Regions from separate parts of the Mus musculus genome. Here region 2 is linked to region 1. A link is a contact called in public ChIA-PET data. All regions are on one chromosome and are shown on one strand. The core of a region is the stretch at or near the end of the contact, and the rest is flanking DNA. Distances in the headings are between cores, read along the strand shown.

Region 1 (4,242 bases), core at 1,139-3,638:
AAGGCTATGCACGCACACCTCCTGGCTGTGCCAGTGACCCCAGATACTGATGATCCTGACCAGTGCACAGCAGCCAGCCACAGAGCACATGGTCACCACCCTGTCCCCAGCCATGGCTGAAGATGCTGATCTCACTGCTTTGGTATTTAAGAAACCGCTTAGCTTTCTTCAAACCCAAGTTCTGATTCTTCTGCCCTCCCCCAACTACTGGATACATTAGGCTTTTTGTGGAAAGGGGAAGAGGGAGAGTGTGATAGGCTGATGATCTCTGTAGCAATGTTTCTGGGTCTGTCTCTTTTGGGCTGTGCAGACGGGGAGAAGCTACTTACTGTTGGTTGTGTGTCCAAATTTAAACAGTCCCTAAGGGGCTAGGGAGCCTCACCTTTCTCCCACTGATATTGTATTTGTGCTCCCTTGGACATACAGAGGGCCTTCACTCATCAAGTCAAGGATGCTGGGGTACCGGGACTCTAGCACTCTGCAATGCCACCAAAGGCAGCAAGCACACACTAGAGAACTGTTGTATCCATACTTTTCCTTTTTCCAACCCACAGTTCAACCTTTCCACTTTGCCGACTAGAAGGTAATTTTGACACAAGCTAACCTCCCAGCAAACTTTGGCTTATCCACAGAAGTGCTGCCCCTTGTCTTTGTATACTAAGTCAACATGTAACTACGTCAAGTTCCATGTACATAGGTGTTCCTAAACTCCTGGAAATGGCTAGCCCATGTCCATCATTCTGCATGAGAATTAGAGAGTCCTCAATGAAATATTTAAGGGAAAAATACCTCTGCATTGCACATGCATGGACTATCTTCCTGTCATTATGAACGTTACAATATAACTGTTATTAGACAGCATTTTGTTGCATTAGGCATCACACAAGATCTAGCAATGACTCAAACTATATAGGCAGTTATATGCAAATATTTATTTATTCATTCATTTAATTTATGAGTACACTGTAGCTCTCTTCCATTACACCACAAGAGGGCCTCAGATCCCATTACAGATGTTGTGAGCCACCATGTGGTTGCTGGGGACTGAACTCAGGATCTCTGGGAAGAACAGTCAGTGCTCTTAACCACTGAACCATCTCTAGCCCCCACAAATTTATTACTTAAGGGACTTAAGTATGTGTGGATCTTGGCATCTATGGAGTCTTAGGACCCATACCCCCTGTGGATACCAAGGGATGACTGTCTAATGTAGTCAGTTGGATACACAGGGAACGTGAGACCTTATTAGGTTAACAAAGCTTACGATGCCATGCAACTTAGTGATTCCTCTGGCTTCTGCTGTTATTCATAGGGAAGGGCACATAGGTATGTAGTTAGTAAGCGTGGTGGCATCTATTCCTTAAGTTCCGAAATGCCCTTTTTGTCTGAAGCCATGCTCCGCCTGGGATGTGGCATCCTTTGTCTCTGAAGCATTGCTCAGCATCAAGGGGACATATTTCCTCTGCTCAAGAAGCCATCAAGAACTGGGTATAGGGTTTCTCAGCTGTTCCAAGTAAAGGGATCTACATGTCTCTTACCTAATTCAGACAGCACGCCACGGACCTCAGGAGTCATTCAGAAACGAGGGCCTGCGGGACGGTGCAGCGAGCTGACTGAATTTGATCTCTAGGGTCACACGGCAGAGACAGAACTTAACTTACACAAGTTGTCCCCTGACTCCCAAGTGTGCACTGTGGTTTATGAGCAGCCTTCCATCAAACATACACAGAGCAACTGAACAACTGAAAATAAGAAATGTAGTGGGAATTCTACCCTCCACTCTGGTCGAGTCAACTATATGGACAGTACCATATGAACTCCATTAAAACATTTACTCTACTTTGGGTAGGTGTCAATTTTTGGTATTATATGCCTTCAATAAAGCAAGTCAGGGAGGGAAAAGAGAGGTCCCATCCCCATCCCCCAAGTGCATCATGGGTGCCTCCAATTGTGAACAAAGAACCCACTTTTAAAAGGCTGTGGTTTAATATAAGGTTATTTTGACATATTAGTGCTGGCTGCAAATAGGAAAATGTCTTTATTTTGTTCCAAGCAATGGGTAATTAATGCAAGAGCACCACCTAGGATGTCTGAGGCCAAGGACTGTTGCCAATACCACAAAAGAACCAGAAGCTCCAAAGCAGACCATGAGTGGGGTAGTTCGGGCTGGACTTAGGGCCAGGTGATATGTAATAGATATCTAAGGTCATAGCACAGATTTAAACAAGTAGCAACACAGGAGTGGAAAGGTTTCTTATTTTTTTTCAAGAAAATGGAATTTTCTGTCCATATGGAATCTGACCTAATTTTCAACTCAATTCTGAACCAGCCTACTGAGCTGACGAGCGAGGTCAGAGGTGAGGTGACATTTTGATGTGTGACTTCCATCTACTTTCAAAAAACCGACAGGAAGAAGAAAGTTTCAGATGTTTTTATTCAAAGGTTCTCAAAAGAAATAAAACAGAAAAAGCTAACAATCTGATCAAATGTACAGTTCAAAAATGTCTTTTGGCGTTTAACAAGTCCTAGGAAAGAAAACTACAGAGTCATCTTGAACCGGTAAATAAGTCACCACTGGCAAGTATGTAGCACTAGTAGAACAAAAATAAAAAATTAACTCTCTTGATCATATAGATATCTCTATGAAAATCTTTTTTTTCAATCTGTACAAAAGGTCTTTCTTCATAAATTAATTTTTTTTATAATTTAATGGCTGTCTACTATGTGATGTTTAACTGACATTTTTTTTCTTTTATATGTACAGAGGTTGTTTCCCAAATCTGACCCAGACGAGTATGGCACTTAGTTCAGACATACCTAGCAGCAGATCTCCCCTCCCCTACTGACTGAGCTATCAACTTTCTGTCTTAACTAATGGAAAAAAATATCAAGTAGTGAGAGTCTTGGGCTGATCAACATACTCGATCCACGGAGGGTGTGCTGCCTTCAGTCTGGACTTCACAAAGCACAAGTTTTAGGGAGCATAAAACCAATAATACCACAACTTAAAAAAAACAAAAACAGAAACAAAACCAAAACCAAGAACAAGAACAAAAACAAAAAACCCCACATTTCTCTTATGACTATGTAATTTTCACTAGAATCTACACTTTCAGAGCAGCAAGGATTTTTGAAACTATGAAATGTCGCTGACATCTATCATCAAATACAAGCAATAAAATTTAAGAACTAAAAAATACTCAAAAGAAGTAACTGCTTAGCCCTAGCTCCTGAGCTAGGAGGATTTGGTCGGTGGAAACAGGGAGGGCCAGCAACCTGTCCCAGCACAAAAGAAAAATAGCCTCTGAGGTAGATAACTGATCACGTACAGCTGACCAGACAAGTACACAGTTTTGGAAGACAACTTAATTCACCATTGCTTTTGAAAACGTATGCAACTGCCTTAATAAAAAAGAGTGTTAATAACAGTGAGTTATCTTGTATGTACTAAAGTAGAAATAACTGTATTTATGAATCAGGAATTTCATAGTTTCAAAGTTGGTTTTCTTTCCACGCAAACACCTGTAGTGATGACGTCAGAGGGCGGCACTGCCTGGATTCAAATCTTCCTTCATGCTTGCTTTTTTTTTTTTTTTTTTTTAATTTTTAAATTTTTTAAATTTTGTCTCTGTGAGTCCATACATCAGTTAAAATTATAAAACCTAATGCGAAGGTACAAAAAAGGCACATTCTCCTAACCGCAAACTGGTCCGGCAAAAAAGAAAGGACAGACAGGATGTGACGCTGAGATAGGTGGAGCTGCTGGCTACTGGCTCGTCGGTCTTTGGTGAAGTTACCTTTAAAAGTGCCAAGTCATTTGTTTGTTTGTTTGTTTAGTTTTTCAAATTTACCTAATAGAGAATGAGAGTGAGAGAGGGGTGGGGGGAAGAGAGAGAGGGGGGTGGGGAGAAGGAGAGAGAGAGAGAGAGCTCGTAGCCAATCGTTTTCCTTCTGGTCATATCTCAGCTTAGGTTTGAAGAGAAATCCTTACTTTTAGCTTTCACCATCTAGTTTCAACAGCAACCCCATTTTCCCCCCCGCCATCGGTTTCTCAGATCTCAAGCGTGGTTCTCTTTCTAAAGCACTATGTTAGTATAAAGGACAAAACATTCGGTGACTCCCCTCCCCCGCCCCCCGCCCCCGCCCCATCCCCGCAGCTACCTACACTAAACCTAGAACATCGTTAAGTTTTATTTTTTTTTCTTCCTGAAAAAAAGGCAAAAAAGACTTTACATTGCATCA
Region 2 (4,157 bases), core at 925-3,424, 740 kb after region 1:
GGGTCTTGAATGGACTTAATACAAGCCGGGCCAGTGCCTGGTGGACGGGAGGTGAATAGCTTCCTTCCAGCAAGGCCGCCAGTGAAGGACGCTGCTGGGAAGTGGAGGGGAGAGAGCAGAGTGTTGTGTGCATCATTCCAAAATGCTCTAGCTTCATTCTTGGATGTCAGACTCTTCTTGAATCCAGAATTAGTTGTGCTGTCTCTCAGTTTCTAGAACATATTCCTGAGAGCGTATGGAAAGGTATCACAACCATAGAAGACCTTAATCAATGACAGTATGGGGAAATAAAGGATAAAGAAACCCAAAGGATGAATTAACCACATAAAGAAAAATATCTTAGATTTTGCCCCAAACAAACAAAAAACCAGACACGTGGAAATGTAAAGCGGTAGTTTACACAATAAAACACTCAGCTGTTAAGAGATTCCCATATATTTAGTGTGTGTGTGTGTGTGTGTGTGTACATTGAAAACCGTGTTATGTTATAAATAATCCCACTACTCCTGAGCTCCTGCAGCCATCTCTCCAGCTCTATAACTGCAGGCTTTGAGCACAACAGATCTGGGTTCTAACCTCACTTCTCTTCTTCATTAGCTACATGGCCATGACTGAGTTACTTTTTCTCACAACAGCATATTCTTGCAGAATATCCTAGAATGAGATGTCACGGAACCGCATACATAAGACACCTAGGTCACATCTGGGACTTAGGAAGGCGCTAGAGTTAGCAAGCCTGGAAAGGAGTTGGACTACACAGAAGAGCCATGTAGCCAAGGGCCGACTTGACTAAAGGTTAGATACGGAAATCAGAAACTCCTAGTCTAGCATTCCGTCTATGGGAGTCTTGTTTGTGCAGAAGATTCTCTTAGGTCTTGAATGGTAAGAAAACTAATGAACAGGCAGCTGCTTCTGCTGTGGGGGAAATAAAGGTCCCTTAATCAAAGATTTTGAGAGTGGACTCAAATGGAAGCTCAAGAACAATTTTTGTTAGAGTTTAAAAGGAAAAAAACTCCTAGGGTGGGCACACTGTCCATCTCTGCAGCTTCTGGGAGAGCGTGGATGGAAGAGAGAATGAACAGAGTCCTCAACCATCTAAGATGACACGGAGGTCAGACACATGACTGACGAGAAGTCAACGAGGTGGAGGGAAACATTAGACGAAGAGTAAGGAAGCCCAATATGTTGGGGAAACCCCAAGTACTAAAAAGAAAAAAAGTGTGCTCATAAAAGAGAGAGAAAGGAGAAGTTATGATTTTCTGAGTAATTCAGAAAACCAGGCAGACTGGCTAAGCTGCGTGATTATAGGCCAATAAGATGCTGTGCGAGGGGCGGGGCATGGGAAGTACGGTGTCTCATTAAAGGATTAATTATGCTACCTGTCTCTTTAGTGTGACTTCAGGTGAGCCCACCTTCGTAGGGATAGTCTCCTGGGCAGGTGATTGAACATGCCCATAAGGAATGCTAGGTCACTACCCAGGCCAGAGACTTTACCCTTAGGATCAGGAGGAATTTGTTTTCAACTCTAATTCTTCCCTGGGCTCCAGATAAAGTCCTCGCCTCCACTTAGTGCTCGCCCCCCAGGCTTTATCCATTTGATATGAGGTTTGGATTTTTAAGTATTATCTTCCCATTTTCATATGGAACAATATATGTTTTATAGCGAAAGAATCTGAACTGTGTTTCTCAGGAAGCCAGCCGCTAGTTCTGCCCGAGGTAGGCCGTGGAGATAGACAGTGGGCAGTTGGTGGCACAGAAGTAGGGCACAGGCCAAACATTCAGAGAGATAGATGCAGCTTGGAACATGGGTTGCGCTGAAGTCTGAAGCTAAGTAGGACATGGATCAGAAAGATCTGATACCAGAGGAGACAGGCCAGACATTGCACACTGGTCCTCTGCCCTGCAGGGGGCGCTCCAGATAGACCCACTCCCTGCTCATATCCTAGGTATGTGTCTAAGAGCTGACACAGAAGCTTGTAACTCTAGCTCCTCCGTTACCCTGAGCTCCTCTCGGAACTCTCTAGATCTCAGAAGAACCATTGACTTCTAGGTCCAGGGCTAAAGCCCAGTGAAGTTACAAAGTATATTCATGCCCCGGTAGTCTCAGGCCCCATTCAGAAAGAGCAACCCTCTAGCCTTACTGAAGCCTCTAGAGAAATTACACCTCATGGAAACACGTCGTCATCTAGAAAATGTGTGAGTGTTCACACGCTCCCAGGCTGGCCTTTTCTAAGGCAGGCATCAGTCTAGAAATCCAAAACAGGAAATAGCTAGGTGATGGTCATATGCGTGTGAGCACACACACACACACACACACACACACACACACACAGAGAGAGAGAGAGAGAGAGAGAGAGAGAGAGAGAGACAGAGACAGAGACAGAGACAGAGACAGAGACAGAGACAGAGAGAAACCTATCTTAGTAACATAAAGCAGATGTCAGGAGAAATAGGGGAAATGTTTGAAAAGGTACAGGAGATACAGCCCTCTAACATATGAGGAGACTCTCTGACTCAGTCATCCTCATTGAGGCAATGGAGCTTTCTAACACAGAATATTCTGATTTTAGCGTCCCTCCTGGAGTGCTGAACCCAGTATCAGCGGGATGAATCTGGGCCTGAACCTTGAGGATAAAACCTAGTGTTCCCAATAAAAGCTCCATTACAGAGGGCTCTAGTGCAGAACATAACTCCCTTTCAAGCTGTGTGATTCACTTAGAGATAAGACGGTATCTAAGTCTACACTGCATTTCTATCTAGAGCGTCTATATTCTTACAAAGCATCAGAGAATCGCCACAAAATAAGCAAACAAAACACGAAGTTGTGTGGACCCTGCTTCCACTCCTCGCCTTACATCTAGATGACAAGATTTACATCTTATCGCTAGGCACAGTGACTTCTGAATACACCTTCTTTTTCTTTAAAGTCCTTGTCGGAAATTTAGGCAGCTTACCAGCTTCATCACCAGGACCCAAGACTTTCTAAACCTCAGGGGTTTCAGACTGGAGAGATGGCTCAGCTGTTGAGAGCACTGGCTGGTCTTCCAGAAGACCTGAGTTCAATTCCCAGCAACCACATGGAGGCTTACAATTGTCTGTAACTTCAGTTCCTGGGGATCCAATGCCCTCCTCTGGCCTCTGTGGACACACATGCATTCAGGCACACAGATATACACATTAAATAAATAATACTTTTTTAAAAACCTTCTGGGGTTCATGGTCAGGCAGCTCACACTCTTATAAAACACAACCTGCTAATACAGAAATTCCCCAAACCAAGGCTTATGAATAGAGAACTATACTTACAAATATGTAAGCACAAGACAAGACTCCGTGTCTAGATCAGTAGAATAAAGGTCACTTTGAAAAGATGGAGCAAGATAAGAAAAAGGAAACACAGCAACCAGATGTCCTCTTCCCCTTTCTGTGGTCAGTGCCCATGGCAGTTCTCCTTAGAGCTTTGGTGATAGAAGGTGAATGACAGTAACAGAAAACACCTGTGGGTCCTGCTGTCCTTCCGCACCTCTGGCCCCAGGGGGCGCTCTCCCACAGAGGCACTGGCTCACTATGCTAACAGAATAGCAACACTGTCAGAATGTGGTCAAAACAATCCAAGACAAGAGTAAATTAAGGTCTATGGGCTGTTCGAAGGTTGTGTCTCTGCCCTTCCACCGTTTCTGTGCCCTAAGATGTCAAGGCACTTCCAACCCTCATCACTTTCCTTTCCCTTGAAGTGAATGGGGGGGCTGGGGAGAGTCTTGGCTTTTAGTTTAAGGACCTAGTACTGGAAAAACAACAGTCTATGGAGAGTGGCTCCTCCCACTTACCTCTTGGCCCCTCCCATCTATCACTCAGCTCCTCCCACCTGCCTCTCGGTACCTGCTCCCTGAGCTTTGTATACATACCTCATGTGCCTCACATATATGTAACTATAATGCTCTAGGAGTCAGCCCCTTTAGTTCATCATTTTTAATAGCACAGTTGTATATAATGCCTGTAATCCCAGCACTGGAGAGTCAAGGCCAGATTGGTTACAAAGTAACACTCTTTCAAAAAAAATAATTAAATGTAATAAAAGAGGGAGGAGCCGCATGAGAAGAGGAGAGAGTTCACAGAACTAGCACTTATATTCTGTTTTTGCAGAGGTATATTTGGCT

The links. ChIA-PET counts read pairs in DNA pulled down with a chosen protein or histone mark.
Region 2: an RNA polymerase II ChIA-PET map of memory CD8 T cells shows a contact between it and region 1, with 8 times the contacts expected there. The contact joins two enhancer-like sites. A contact is called at or near these places in 9 of 39 promoter capture datasets (the 3T3-L1 cell line, 3T3-L1-derived adipocytes, the C10 cell line and 5 more), 3 of 15 datasets of contacts at CTCF or cohesin (CD8 T cells, the NIH/3T3 cell line and large pre-B cells), 1 of 484 Hi-C or Micro-C datasets (bone marrow-derived macrophages), 5 of 115 datasets of contacts at active chromatin or transcription factors (the NIH/3T3 cell line, T-cell acute lymphoblastic leukemia, embryonic stem cells and 1 more) and 1 of 9 other capture datasets (embryonic stem cells).

The regions. Positions count from the first base shown.
Region 1 is chr2:60,747,778-60,752,019 of GRCm38.p6, forward strand. Rbms1 (RNA binding motif, single stranded interacting protein 1) reads right to left here. Exons shown (of 14, transcript NM_001141931.1): 14 at 4,176-4,242. Among named protein-coding and RNA genes, the nearest start is that of Gm33436, 57 kb to the left of the region's middle. Within about 2 kb of position 2,389, at least 26 of the 459 cell types and tissues checked have an H3K27ac peak or open chromatin away from gene starts, as enhancers often do. A contact at or near this core is called in CD8 T cells and memory CD8 T cells, where this site is marked.
Region 2 is chr2:61,488,722-61,492,878 of GRCm38.p6, forward strand. No RefSeq gene overlaps it. Among named protein-coding and RNA genes, the nearest start is that of Gm33753, 38 kb to the left of the region's middle. Within about 2 kb of position 2,175, at least 17 of the 459 cell types and tissues checked have an H3K27ac peak or open chromatin away from gene starts, as enhancers often do. A contact at or near this core is called in CD8 T cells and memory CD8 T cells, where this site is marked.